Linked DNA regions of Columba livia: region 2 is linked to region 1. Evidence: chromatin contacts called from public Hi-C data. All regions are on one chromosome and are shown on one strand. Each heading gives the region's core, a stretch centred on a gene start, on an enhancer-like site or on the middle of the called end of the contact. The rest is flanking DNA. Distances are from core to core; before and after follow the strand shown.

What was found. Hi-C and Micro-C count contacts between places; a contact is called where the count stands out from the background.
Region 2: a Hi-C map of crop shows a contact between it and region 1, with 2.0 times the contacts expected there. The contact joins the promoter of FDX1 here to the enhancer-like site in region 1. A contact is called at or near these places in 2 of 2 Hi-C or Micro-C datasets (crop and liver).

What each region holds. Positions count from the first base shown.
Region 1 is chr1:19,335,211-19,341,875 of bColLiv1.pat.W.v2, reverse strand. No RefSeq gene overlaps it. Among named protein-coding and RNA genes, the nearest start is that of ZC3H12C, 34 kb to the left of the region's middle. Within about 2 kb of position 2,550, at least 1 of the 3 cell types and tissues checked has an H3K27ac peak away from gene starts, as active enhancers do.
Region 2 is chr1:19,492,318-19,498,889 of bColLiv1.pat.W.v2, reverse strand. It overlaps FDX1 (ferredoxin 1), which reads right to left and starts at 1,956. Exons shown (of 4, transcript XM_065049169.1): 1 at 1,711-1,956. The coding sequence starts at 1,877.

The sequences.
Region 1 (6,665 bases), core at 1,301-3,800:
AGAATCATAGAATAATAGAATCATTTAAGTTGGAAGACACCCTTAAGATAATTTAGTCCAACTGTAAACCTTGCACTGCCAACTCCACCACTAAATCATTCCTCTGTCACATCTATATGACTTTTAAATACCTCCAGGGATGGTGGGCAGCCTGTTCTAGTGTTTGTCAAACCTTTGGTTAATATATTTTTCATAATATCCAATCTAAGTCTCCCCTGGTGCAACTTGAGGCCATTTACTCTCATCCTGTTGCTTGTTATTTGGGAGAAGAGACCAACAGTCACCTTGTTACATTTTTTTTTCAGATGGTTGTAGACAGCGATAAGGTCTCCACTCAGCCTCATTTTCTCCAGGCTGAACAGCCCCAGTTCCCTCAGCTGCTCCTCATAAGCCTTGCTGCATGATGTTACTCAGGATGATCTGCTCCATAACCTTCCCCAGCACCAAGGTCACGCTGACAGGCCTGTAGTTCCCCGCATCCTGCTTCTGGCCCTTCTTGTAGACGGGTGTTACATTTGCCAGCCTTCAGTCACCTTGGACCTCCCCAGTTAGCCAAAACTGCTGACAAATTATTTTGCTTCTATTTAGGCTCCTGAAAATAAATACAATAGTTCTAAAAGTTGATCTGGCTAGGGATCGCAATAGCAAGCATGCATTGCTATGTCCTGTATCTCAGGACAGGAGAGTGTCCTGCAGGACAGCCCTTGGACCTGTAAAGCACCATCACTTCTGCAGTTCTGCTCAGGACAGAGGTCTGCGCTGGTGGCCTTCTTCTCTGGTGACATCCATCTCTTTACATGAAGGGTTCCTGGGCCCTTATATCTCAAAGTCTCATGTCGATCTCCCAGAGATGGTGTAGATGGTGTTTAGAGGTGATTGTGATGGACATCCCAATGTGGAAGCTCCTCTCAGGTTGGTGCTGTGCTGGGCAGGGCCAGTCATGGCCCAGGCACTATGGGCACATGGTGCAGAGGTCTGATTGCCCACACCCTGATGCCTCAAGTGCTTATGCATGGATCCAGGTTGTCCTCCAGCTAAAGAAGGAGTGGCAGGAAGACACTGATCGGGGCAGTTGGGTTTTGTTGGTCTGGCTGGTGGTGCAGTGCTCAGAAATACCATTTGGGCCTTTTCCAAAGGTTTAAAAAGAGTTTCAAGCTCTGCTTTAGGTCCAGAATAGGTGAGGGCAGGGGACTGAAGTTATCTCCTCAGTGCTGAGGAGGCTGCAGTGGGAGGCAGAAGAGCTCTGGTTCCACTGACTTCCTCACTGCGAGCTACAATGAACGCAAACCAGTCATCTCTCAATGAAAGTTTTAAGGACTATTAAACCCCCTCAGATACGTGTTCTGTAATTAAAATAAACCCATGAAAAACTGAAGTAGGCTGTGACGAAAACTTCCAAAACGTGTTCTCTCATTTTGTGCAGCCTACATCATGAAGCTAAAAATGATACTTGTATTTCAGCGTTGCTGTGGTTACTGATACTATTCTTCTGAGTCTTCAGAGGAAATGAATTGATTGTGTTGAGGAGGCTGTATACAGGAGATAACCTCTGACCTTCAGGATGGTTTCATTTATATTCATCTAACTTCAGACTGTCATGGCCTGATCTGCACTTAGCTGAAGTAGCTGTAGTTTTATTTTTCTGTCTTTGTACAGACAAGTTTAAACTCTAGCAGGCAAGGTTGAAAGTTTTCGTCTGAACTTCCAGAAGACAGGATTCATTGTTCATTTACTATTGCTCCTCAAAACACTTAGTGAGATAAATACCTTGTTGAATGTCCTGGTAGACTTTTGCATTTAATTTGATGAATTCAATGTATTTAAGAATGCAGAAGGTATTTTTTTTAGTAAGCATGAACTTACAACCAAAAATACTTGCTCTTTGAAGCCTTTCTCCATCCCCTTTCTGCCAGTCCCACACTGATTCCATGTGCCGTTTGCTGTGAATCACAGCACCAGAGGATACCTCAGGCTGGAAGGGACCCTCAGGAGGCCTCTGGTCCGACCTCCTGCTTGCAGCATGGTCAGGTATGAGGTCAGGCCAGGCTGCTCAGAGCTTCATCCAGTTGCAGTTTGAATACCTCCGAGGATGAAGTATTGGTTCCTGCCCCAAAATACCTGTGACTTTCCATGTGTAGGAGAGACAAAAAGGCAGAAGAGGAGCCAAGTCATAGGAAGGTATTAGGGCCATTCAGAAAGCTGATTTTATGTAGTTTCCAGTTTCTCCAGAAGGAATACAGCTATGCAGCCCTTCACTGTAGGCAGGCCTCTCCCTGTCATCAGGGTATGTGGTCATGCAACAGTTAATACCATCTCATAGCTGTGGTGCCAAGACATGCAGCATGTGCCAGTGTTGGGAGAGGCTGAATTCATTACAGCAGATGTAGTTGTGCATTAATCTTCCTACCTGGATGTGCTGGATGGAGTGGCTTATGGCTGTTAGCGCATGATGGTTGAGCGATGCCCCGGGGGAGGAAAGATAAGAGGTGCTGCTGCTTGATGATAATACCATTCAGCAATGAACTGTGAGTGGTTTGAGGTGAGTATGTGAATTGTTTAAATAAAGAAACATGCAGAATTGGCCTTGTTCTCAGTACATCTGTGCTATAATTGTGCTGTGCTGATGACATTCGGCTTAAGCTAACACGTTAGCTGCACTCAGAGCCCACTGATGGCAGCTTGGAGCTAATGCATGTCTCGTTCTACAGTCTCACTTACTAATGAGACCATTTGTTTCTTGGCTGGAGAAGATTAAAGCATATGCAGTGATTTAAGACTAGCATAATGTTGTAGGAACAGCTTAACTTTGTCTAAACCTAGTTTAGCTTAAAGCAAATGGGTAGTTGTTTGAATTGATACACACAATGCTTGTGTTGTTTTCATTAACTGTGTTTGGCAATCACTCTAAGCTAAATCAGGGCATCCCCTGGAGTGATATAATGAGGTGTCTCCTCAGATGAGTTACACTGATATAAAGAAGCTATACAGAAATGGTCAATGGAGCATAAAGCTGTCTGTAAATAAGCCTTAAGGCACAGTAGATTAAGATGGCCTGCTCAGAGATTTGCGCCAGTTTAATTAATTTGGTTTGTTATTTGAATTCCATTAAATTACAGAAAGTTTTGATTTTAGACAAAGCCTTGGGCCCTGATCTTCCATTCAGACCTGTCGGTAGTGCTGGCTGAACTGCTTTTGGTGAATGCTTTGTTTCCAACAACACAGTGTTGGTCATCACCAGACTATTAGTGAGTATGACCCAATTTGCCAAATACTTTCCCTGAAAGCAGTTTTGGGGGCTGATGGTGAGTTGGTCTCCTATTTACGATCTCTGAGCTCACTAGCTACGGCACAACTCAGGGTCTATAAGACCCAGGTTCACTTCAGATCCTCTGTGTGAAGGGATGTGAACTGATAGCACCTTGTCTGAGCGAAAAAGTTTTCTTCCTCCTCCACTGTGAGAGCTGTGTGCTGTGTCTCTGCTCTAATGCCATTTCTTGTATGTTTGGTTCATGCAGCAGCTTGGAGTGTCTTTGTTGTGGCTGCTCTGAGACGGAGGAAAATTAGAGGGAAAGAGTGGGAAACAAGAGGAACATATTGGCTGAAGTCAGGAAACAGCTCTGTCAGTGTCCTTTCTGGAGATTGTGTTATGTGGGTGGCTGTTCCTTGTCTGAGCAAAAGCTGTGGGCTGTTCTGGCTCCTCCTTAGACATGGGGTGAGGCAGTAATGTGAACTGGAAGATTCATAAAGGGGGTGTTTTCTCTAGAAACTAGTGTGATGGTCTGGTATGGAGTGAAAAACTCATGTTCTGACTCATCGGATTGCTGTGTTTCCACCACTGTTTGCTTGTGCCATGTTAACATACAAACAAGCAAACAAACAAAAACATAGCAATTTCGGACAACAGGGTAAGTCACTGTAACTGAGATGAATGTGTGGTACACACAGCAGTTATTTATAAAAATGCAAGAAAGGATCTTTACATAAAAGCATATAAATTTAATGTAGCTTGATTAAGCTTTGTATGAGTGGTATGTATTTTCTTAGAGTGCCAAATATGAGCAAAAACAAATAACCCAATGAGTAAACGGCAGTATTTGCAAGGAAATTTCCAAGGAAAATTTCTAAGGACATGCTGATCTGTGCTAGCTCCCTGTTTCCCGCTCTGAGAGGTTTCTCTGGCAGCGAAGACAGAGCATCTTCTGAGGGTCTAGAAGTACAGCTGAGCAACCATAGATTTGCTTTGTTTTGTTTTGTTATTTCAGCCCTCCCTTCCCGCCCTGAACATTTCTGTTCCAAAATATTTCCTGAGGCACATTAACCTGTGCCTCATGGGAGCAGCAATTTGGGTGACTAACCCTTCCATTTTCCTTCTCAGATGGTGCTCTCTGGCTAAGTGGTGCCTTACCAGGGCAGCACGTCTTCCAGGACACCTCGCGATGTCTGCTTGCCATTGAGAAAGAGGTGTGATACATCCTTGGAAACACAGCTCCTCCAAACAGCCTGGCTCAGGGAGAAAGGGGCAGAGGGCCTTCGTCTGGGGCAAGGTTGTGTTACATCTTGGCTTGCGTGTTTGGTGCAAAGCGGGGAATACCTGGCATGGAACAGTTCATAACGATGTTTCATGTATTTGCAGCTCTGAGGTGCTGCCAGAAGGAGGTGAGACCCTTTCCCTGCGCTGGAGTCAGACTCTTTGAGAGGAGGGAGGACCCTTCACTTCCCTGGTTGAAGGAGAGATGGGATAAGATACCAGGAGGTGTGTAGAAGACGGGACAGTTTGGTTGTCTCCTCACACTGCTGGTTCTGGCTGGTTTCCCCTGTGTCAAGGGCTGAGCTGCACACATGTCTGAGCTCCACACCTTCCAAGAGGTTTGTGCTCTGCTGGCTTTGGCATGGGATGTGCTTGCAGCCGCAGTATGCAGGTGCAGCCGGGCGAGAAAATACATCAGCACTGCTTTCAAAATCTTGCAGATTACTCATCAGGTTATTGTTTTTTTGCTTGTCGTTGGCACTCTGTAGGAAAGCACGAACCCAGCTGCACCCAGATGCTGTTCCACAGGACCAGCACTGCTGCTGGGGCAGCCTGGGACCCGTGGGCCTGTGGTGGTGGGCGCAGGGGCATTTCTGCAGCAGGGCAGGTCTTACGGGTGGATGCTTGGGTGGCATCTCTGGGGATCTCCGGCCAAAGAGGTGTCAAGGTGGGTCCTCCTCCGGCAGCAGATCTCCTGTGCACACGCAGATTTGACGTTTAGCTGTTTTGCGTGGGGTTTTTTTGGTTGTTTTTTTTTGGTTTTTTTTTGCCTTTTTTTTTTTAGCTTTTAGGACGGCACCGTCTAGCGGGCTGTGTCGGTATTACTGACTGCCGTAGGAGCTCCCGTCCCAGAGCATCCTCCCTCACAGCCGGTGGTGGGGGACAGGCAGCGCTGCAGCGTCGCCAGCACCCGCCGCCGGCCTCGGGATGCTGCGGTCCAGCCCCAGGATCCTGTGGTCCGGTCCCAGGGATGCTGCGGTCCAGCCTCGGGGATGCTATGGTCTGGTCCCAGGGGCTTCATGGCCTCAAACCCAGCTAATGGCCTCAGCAGAAGCACTACTCCTCAGCCTGCTGCAGGACTTGCTGCTCCCTGTATGCCATATCCTCAGGGAAAGGATGGCAATTTTCATCCATCATTATCCATAATTTTTTAATTCATCATTCCACATGGCATGGGGCAATATTAATAATTCTACACAGTGTTGTTTGTTTGTTTGTTTGTTTTTGTTTTTTGTCCTGATGAGAGGGAGAAAAGGAGAGGGAAACAGAAAGAAGCTGAAATATTTGAGATGTCCCAATGCAGATGCTGCAGATGAAGGGAGAGTGCTGAAGTCCAGAGGCCTATGCAGTGTCCCTTTGCCTGCAGAGGTGTTAGATGAGATGTGGAATAGTAATTTCAGGGTCAGAGAACTGAAGAGACAAAAAATACTCACTGAAAAAAGCGAACTCTGAAAGCCCTGGGCTGCCTAATGTCTTTTTGGAGTTGTCTCTGCTTTGAGCGCACACTGGGCTGCGTGACCAGTTGCAGTATAAATTATTCTTTGATTCTGTGATTCTGCTCTATGTCTGCATTTCAAAACAACAAAATTATTTGATGATGTATGGTCTTTGGGGGGTCATACTGCTGGCATTAGCCTCATAAAACTGACTAGTTACTTGTTTAAAGTACTGACATATCTGTCTGCAACATGGGCACATTTCAAATATTACTGGGGTCATCTTCTTTCCTTGGAATTACAGGATGTTTTCTGGCAGCTTTGGAAAAGAAAGACTACACTGCAGGGCCTGGCTGTCAAATTAGGGCTCTGTGCATTGACTGCATTCTTGAAATTACGTTTTAAGAAGTAGAGAAACCTATTTGCTGATCATAAAAGTGACAACATGCAGGGCAGAAATGAAACGTTTTAGATTTGAGGGAGAAGGACACAGTGCATATTCCCTGGCTCAGCAGAGTTCGTAGCTGCAACAGTGTTATTCCATACAAGCAGGAAGAAGATCTACAGATTTCCAGAAGAAGCATAAGTACATGTTCCAGGAACAATTACATTGAGTAATAGTTGAATTTCCAAAGGAAAACTGAAGGTTAGTTTGTGCCTTCTGTTAGCACAAGTAGCATGTAGAGGAAAGTCTTAGTTAA
Region 2 (6,572 bases), core at 707-3,206, 160 kb before region 1:
GAATAACAGTCTGACTATATAAAGTTCAGGAATTTAGTCTCAAATAATATGACATCCAAAAATGGTAGGACTAGAGAAAGTAACTTGCATATAAATCGTGAAAACACTAATATATGAAAGAAACAAAGATTTTTTTTTCCTCCTGACTCACTCAGCCAGGTTATGACATGGAGTATATAAACAATACATTTGCAATACTTGCTCACATGAGCTTTTCTGCTGGTATGCTTGCACAATGAATGTGAGTAAATTCCAATCTTGTGTTCAGTCTGTTTGTGAAAGGCCTGGGGGATTACAGGTCCTACAATACTATTACGAAAAGAAATGTTTTCACTTTTTAGTATTCTTTTTCCTCCCATTTTTACACTGTCAAATAATTTTTAATAACTTTTAAAACTTGAATAACACTTTACAAAAACATTTTGATTTTTGAATGATAAACTGCTAATGAGGGACCTCAGATATAACTGATGGTCAGGGCACTCAGTGTAGCCTTTTTTAAAAAATTACACTCAGCAGTGTCATTCAGATCTAAACCAGTAACTTACCTATCTCATATGGGAGTTCTAGACTAAAAAGTTAGTTTCTCTCCATATTAAAAGTATCTGCTAGAACAAAGCAAAAGAGCACCCACAGAAGAGTTTAAAAGCAAACTACTGAAACAGCTTTGATGGTGAGGGTTCAAGCCAGCCCTCTGGAAAAAGGTTAGCCTATACCGCTGATGTTGGGCAGGTCCTGTTCAGAGTCAAAAAAACTTCTCTGGCAACCAAGTATATTAGGCCTTTAAAATTTATGGATTTTAAACACTGAAAGTTAACTGTACGCTCTGACCTATCTTCAAATATACAAGCCAGAAAGCCATGCATAAACAGCCTTTGACTCAGTACCAAAGTGGAAATCTATAGTTGTGGGCTGTGGAATACTGAACGTCTACAGATATCATGCATTTTGAAACACCTACTCATACATACTGGTGACGATGAGTTCTGCAGACTTAGATGCATTAGTGCTCTTCAATAAAGAAAAATGATACCAAAGGCAGAAAAGATCTTCAGTGTTGGGATCTCTGATGTGCTGTACCTTTTACCACAGGCCCTGTCAGACTTTCACAGGAAAAAAAAAAAAAAAAAGGGAGGGGGGCAAATGCTGTCCTTCACGAAAAAGCAACATTGATAAGGTCGCAGCCTTTTAGAAAACTAGTTTGAACATTAGGAACCCTGGTTTCGCTTTCCATAACATCATAAGCTTTGCCAACAGGATTCCAGGTCACACAGGCTTAACGACAGGCCCAAACCTGACCGGCCCACAGGCACCTCCAGCCAACGGGCCCCGGCACAGCTCCCGAGCCTCGCCGAGGGCGCTCGGCCGACAGCCCGGGGAGGCGGGTGGACAGTCCACCCGCAGAGCACTTCGCGGCCACGGCAGCCGCAGGCGGGACGGCGAGCGCCGGGCGAGGCGCGGCCGTGAGGGGGGCGAGGAGGCCGGGACTGCCCTGAGCGGGCCGGGCAGCGGCGAGGCCGGGACAGCGGGGCACCGCGGAGCTGCGAGCGACCGGGGGAAGGTCACGCAGCGCCAGCCGGTGGCACAAGCGGCCGTTGGTCCCGGGTGCCCTCAGCGCCAAGGCCCGAAAAGGCACAGCGCTGCGGCAGCGGGAGGGCGGCCGCCGCCCTGAGGAGCCCGGCCGGCGCCTCAGGGCTCCGACCCTCTTACCTGAGCGCCGCCCGGGCAGAGACGCTGAACAACCGGGCCGCCCTCACGGCAGCGGCGGCGCTGCCGCAGCCCGGCCTCGTCCCGGCTGCCGGCGAGGCGGAAAAAAGCCAGCGGCGGGAAGAAGCAGCAGCGGCCCGGAGGAGCCGGGCCGGCCCCGGGGCAGCCATACCGGCAGCAAAACGAGAGCGCGAGGTCTCCGCGCCGTTACCGGAAGAGGCGGGGGCAAAGTCCCAGGGCTTACGCCTCTGGCGTGAACTGCGGCGATTCTCGCAACCATCTACGTAGCGCACGGCCCGCCCCCTTATGACGGCGGTGAGAGGTGACTGCGCGATGGGAAGAGCGGGATTACGCAAAGTGCGCAGTGGTGCGCTGAGGGAACGGGCCGGCCCTTACGGAAAAAGGGCAAGGCGCTCGTCGCCTGAGGCGCCGCCGCCGTCTGCTCGTCAGGTCCCTCCTGTTGTCACAGACCGCGCTGTAGGACGGTGAAAGCTCTCTGGTTCCCAAATGTAAGCCCTGTCCCGAGTCTTCCCGGGAAAATGGTGCTGTGAAACCCCACGTATCCTGCCCCCCTCTCTGGTTGGGCCTGTGAGGGATTTCTTGTCACGGCTTGGGCCCAGCGAAGGGCTCAGCTCAGTTCGGGCCACAGCGGGGTCCCTGGCACACACTGTGGCACTGGTGGCCAAGGAGTTGTCACCAAATCCCAAATGCCCCTTAAGGAGCCTAGCCTGGGCTACCTGGCCCTAGGTACAGCAAGAGGAACAGCCCCAGGGCAGTGGGGATGGCAGCTCAAGGATCTCAGTTCTTCGACAGGCTGTCCAGGCAGAACCACCAAGAAATTCCCAGTTCCCCATCATTATTTATTATGACAGAAGATCAAGTTGTAAAACCCAAGCCTTAGCAATGCGACAACAATGCTACCCGAGGTTTTAACAGCAGGTGAGCACTCACGGTGAATGGCCCAAATAACAGTATATGCAACAGGAAGTTTTGAGATTTCCTGAGAAATTACAGGCTGCACATGTAGACATACTTTGGCTTTCTGCAATGTACACTTTGCTCTACAAATTTTTATTAGATAGTTATGTAGATACCCTTCATTTGACCACGCTCAAACTGGAGAGTGCTGAGTGAATGAGGAAGAAATGAATCATTTTCTTCAAAATAATTTATTCAAGCAGGAGTGGAAATAAATGGGGAAGAGGAGGAAATGTTGTTTACCTCTGATGTTCTTGAGGTAGCTAAGATTATTCCTGATGCCTTATGATTTTGAGAGTGTGGTTTTGTTGTGCCAGAGTAAGATCAAAAAGGGAGATAATATAATTTATATGCCAAAAGCCTCCAGACTGTCTGCCCATAAGCCAAGTTACCTGAATGTGCCAGTTTCCTCTGCTTCTGGTATATAACTCCCACCCTCTAAGTTACACTCAATGTTGTTAGAGCGATTCCCTTTACGCATTACAAATATGGCCAACACAAGATTTTACATAGTTTGAATCTTGCTTTTTAGGCTTTATTTCAATCATTGCTATGTCAAAGAAGCTTTTATAGCACCTATGCTATATGAATCCTATTATACTAATTTTATTTCATGTCATTATCCTTTACAATCCAGTATTCTTTCCATAAGAACAAATTTGCTGCTGTCCCCATCTAGATTTAGCATAGGATTTTGAAAGTGTTAAAATTACTGACATGCATAGTGTATCTAAATTTCAGCTGACATGAGGTTGACCATTTTTTCTAGGCAATTACCTTAAAACCAGTACCTGTCACAGATGATGCAGTAACTTTACACAGGCTTCCATTGGCAGAGTAGCTTCCAGCTGTTATTTGGTTACTAGCAAAATAATTGCATTTGTTAAAATATGCCATTTGTAATGTTTTAAAATAGAAATGAAATCAATGCACTCAATACGTCTGTTAAGTCATATATTAATATAAATGCAATTAGCATGTTGTGGGAATATAATGGAAGATTGGTGAGAAGAATTGTAAATACGCCCTAGCCACCGCAGCTGGGGTGTAGAAAAACACATCACACTAATTGTTGTTTATCTTTGTCTGCTTCACAAGTAGAACCTCTGTGTTTAGATAACATAGGCCTGTGAAAGTCTTAAAGGGACCTTATCAAACATCCTTGAAATTCCTGTTCTACTGCAGGCAAAGATCAAAGCAGCATGAGAAACTGCCTGCGTGAATCCCTGGTGTACAGGCAAAACCAGCAGGCTCGGTGATCTCATAAGCACTGAGCTCCGCAATGCCTGCGTTCCCACTCGTGTGCCCCTGCCTGGGTGCGTAGCTGCTTTTTCAGAGATCCCCTGGTTAGCAAGATAACGAAAATAAATTTACTGTTTGCATTTCATCCATGTGACTTGCCTGTGTCAGATGACACGCATGTGAATGTATCGTAAACCAGTCACTGAAACAAATACTCTGAGGGCTAGATCCTTAGCTAGTATACTGGTATCCCCTCACCCATGCTGAATTATTTTTCATCAGGTTTCACTTTTTTTGCAACAGAAGATAACGTGGCCAAAAATAATACAGTTTATTTCAATATTGTCACTACAGCATAGAGTCATATGTGCATACTTGTAAGGCAATATTTAGCTAAATACATACAGTTTTATGTGGACTTCTAAAATTGCAAAGCTGAAAGGGTGTATCAGATAATTTAGTCTGATTTTAACCAGAAGGCTGTTTGTCATAAATGAATGGTTAATGCAGGAAATAAATCCGAAAGGGACCCTCTGGACCTTCTAATCTAAACCTTTGCTGTCACATACCACTCAAGTAACTACATACAGAAGTATTTATCCGTTTCTTAAAGCTTACTGCTGTTACAAACTGCTCCGAAAAACAGCCCCAAAATTTCACTCTTTGGAAAGATAGAAGGCCTAATTATTAATTTTCAAAGTATTAATTTTCAAAGTATTAATTTTATTAGTTTCATTCTTAGTATAGGATTATTTATACTGATATATCTTTGGCTAGCACTGCCTGTGAGTTTAAATAGATTTTGTTCTTTGTGATGTTCACTCCTCTGGCCCTTTTTATTTTAGCCTCTGATGTTATTAATCTCCTTTCATAAGACGGGAGACTCTTACTATTCTTCTGCTTATCCCACTGAATCATTTGTGTATATATTAGTTTTAATTCACTCTTGTTAAACACCCGCAACTAGTTAGTACATTCACTTCGGGTCTTGTACAGTGTCTGTAAAGGAAATGTGTGGCCCTGATACATCCTAGGGTTGTATTTGGTTTTTTTTTTCATATACACATCAAATTAATACCCTCAAATAATTCTGTGATCAGTTGATAATCCATATGTCCCTTGTTGCTTTTCATTAATGGAGTCATCGTTAACAGCAAGAGTTCTTGATTCCCCCAGACTGAACAAAATAAGATCTTTGATCTTACTTTCATGTGAGATCTTCATTCAAACACCTTTTGAAATGAATAAAGCCATTTCCATTAACCAACTTTACTTGTGTCACATGTGTTCCAGCCCTTAGACTGCCATGGCCCTGAACACATTACTCCTTTCATAAGTTAAGCTAGCAGAGTCCAAGGTCAGCTCCTTCACTGATAAGAGCAGTTGTGAAAAAAGCCAGGGACCTGCCTCCACTTTCCTTTGAAAAACAGTTTTAGTCTGAGCCTTTACACTGGCCCTTGCCTAGGCCACGGTACAGCAGCTCTATTTGCACCATGTCGTGCCTCTGCGGGTCTGATCCTGACCCAGCCTCACTGATTTGGCGTCCTGGCTTGGCCTTGGGCCTGCTTGTCACTGCAGGCCTGCTGGGTGACCACTGGACTGTGTCTCCCCCTGACCACTGTGTCTCAATCCAGTCTTGACCCTGGCTTGTTGCTCCGCATCCTGACTTGTTGTTGGCAAGGTGACAGCTTTCAGCTGCCCTGGTATTGTGCTTATCTCCCAGCACACCTTCCACTACAGAGCATCCAACTCTCGCTGTGCCTTGACTCTCCCCGCCCCCAAACACAGAACCCTCCTAATTCTGTCATAATTTCTATACAATGTTCACTTTTGGATAGGCAAGCTCAAAGAAAATGGTGGAGCAAATTAGGTCAGGACACCTTGATGGAATAAGAGAAGCAGAGTGAAATAAATGAGAAAAAAATTACCAACAGTGTGTACCTGACATCTCTCTGAATCTTGGTTGTGTGCAAGTTTTTGTTGCTTGTCTCCATGGCATGTTCATTCTAATGGTAAACACCTTGCAAGAGGCGCTTCATCTTTCCTATATATTTGTATAGACTCTTGCCCATTGGGAAACACATGTAATACAAACGTGGGTTTTTTTTAAATTAGGTCCTCCAATTCTTTACTATTTTTAAAGGTTATTTTTGTAGGAGGCCAACAAACCACTAGATGGCAAACAGTTTCAGCAAGATAATACGCAGGTATTCACACAATCTTCTGCCTTCAACTTCATAATTGAAGCCATGGAGTGGAGCCCCATGCAATTTACAGAAGTCTTGGGTGAAGCTGATATGGTCCTCTCCTCTTTGCTTCCTCCATCTCTTTTGCTTGCTGTTATAGTGTGCATGAGCCAGGTGTGGAGTGGATTCATAGAGGTGATCTATGCAAAAACTAACCTGGAAAAAAAAGAAGAAAGTAAGTGGTTTCCAGCCATTTCAGTTCAATCAACTACGCTACAGCTGCCATGTGTGAAATGAGAAGATGTATCCTGGGAAAACAGCCATCCCAGCTTGCATGATTTTATGCTGCTAAGCAAAGGTACTACATATTCTTCCATTTGGCATAAAATTCCAGGGTTCAGGATGATAAAAGCATTACATATGTATACCAATGATCAGCAGATAATCTCTGTAAATTAC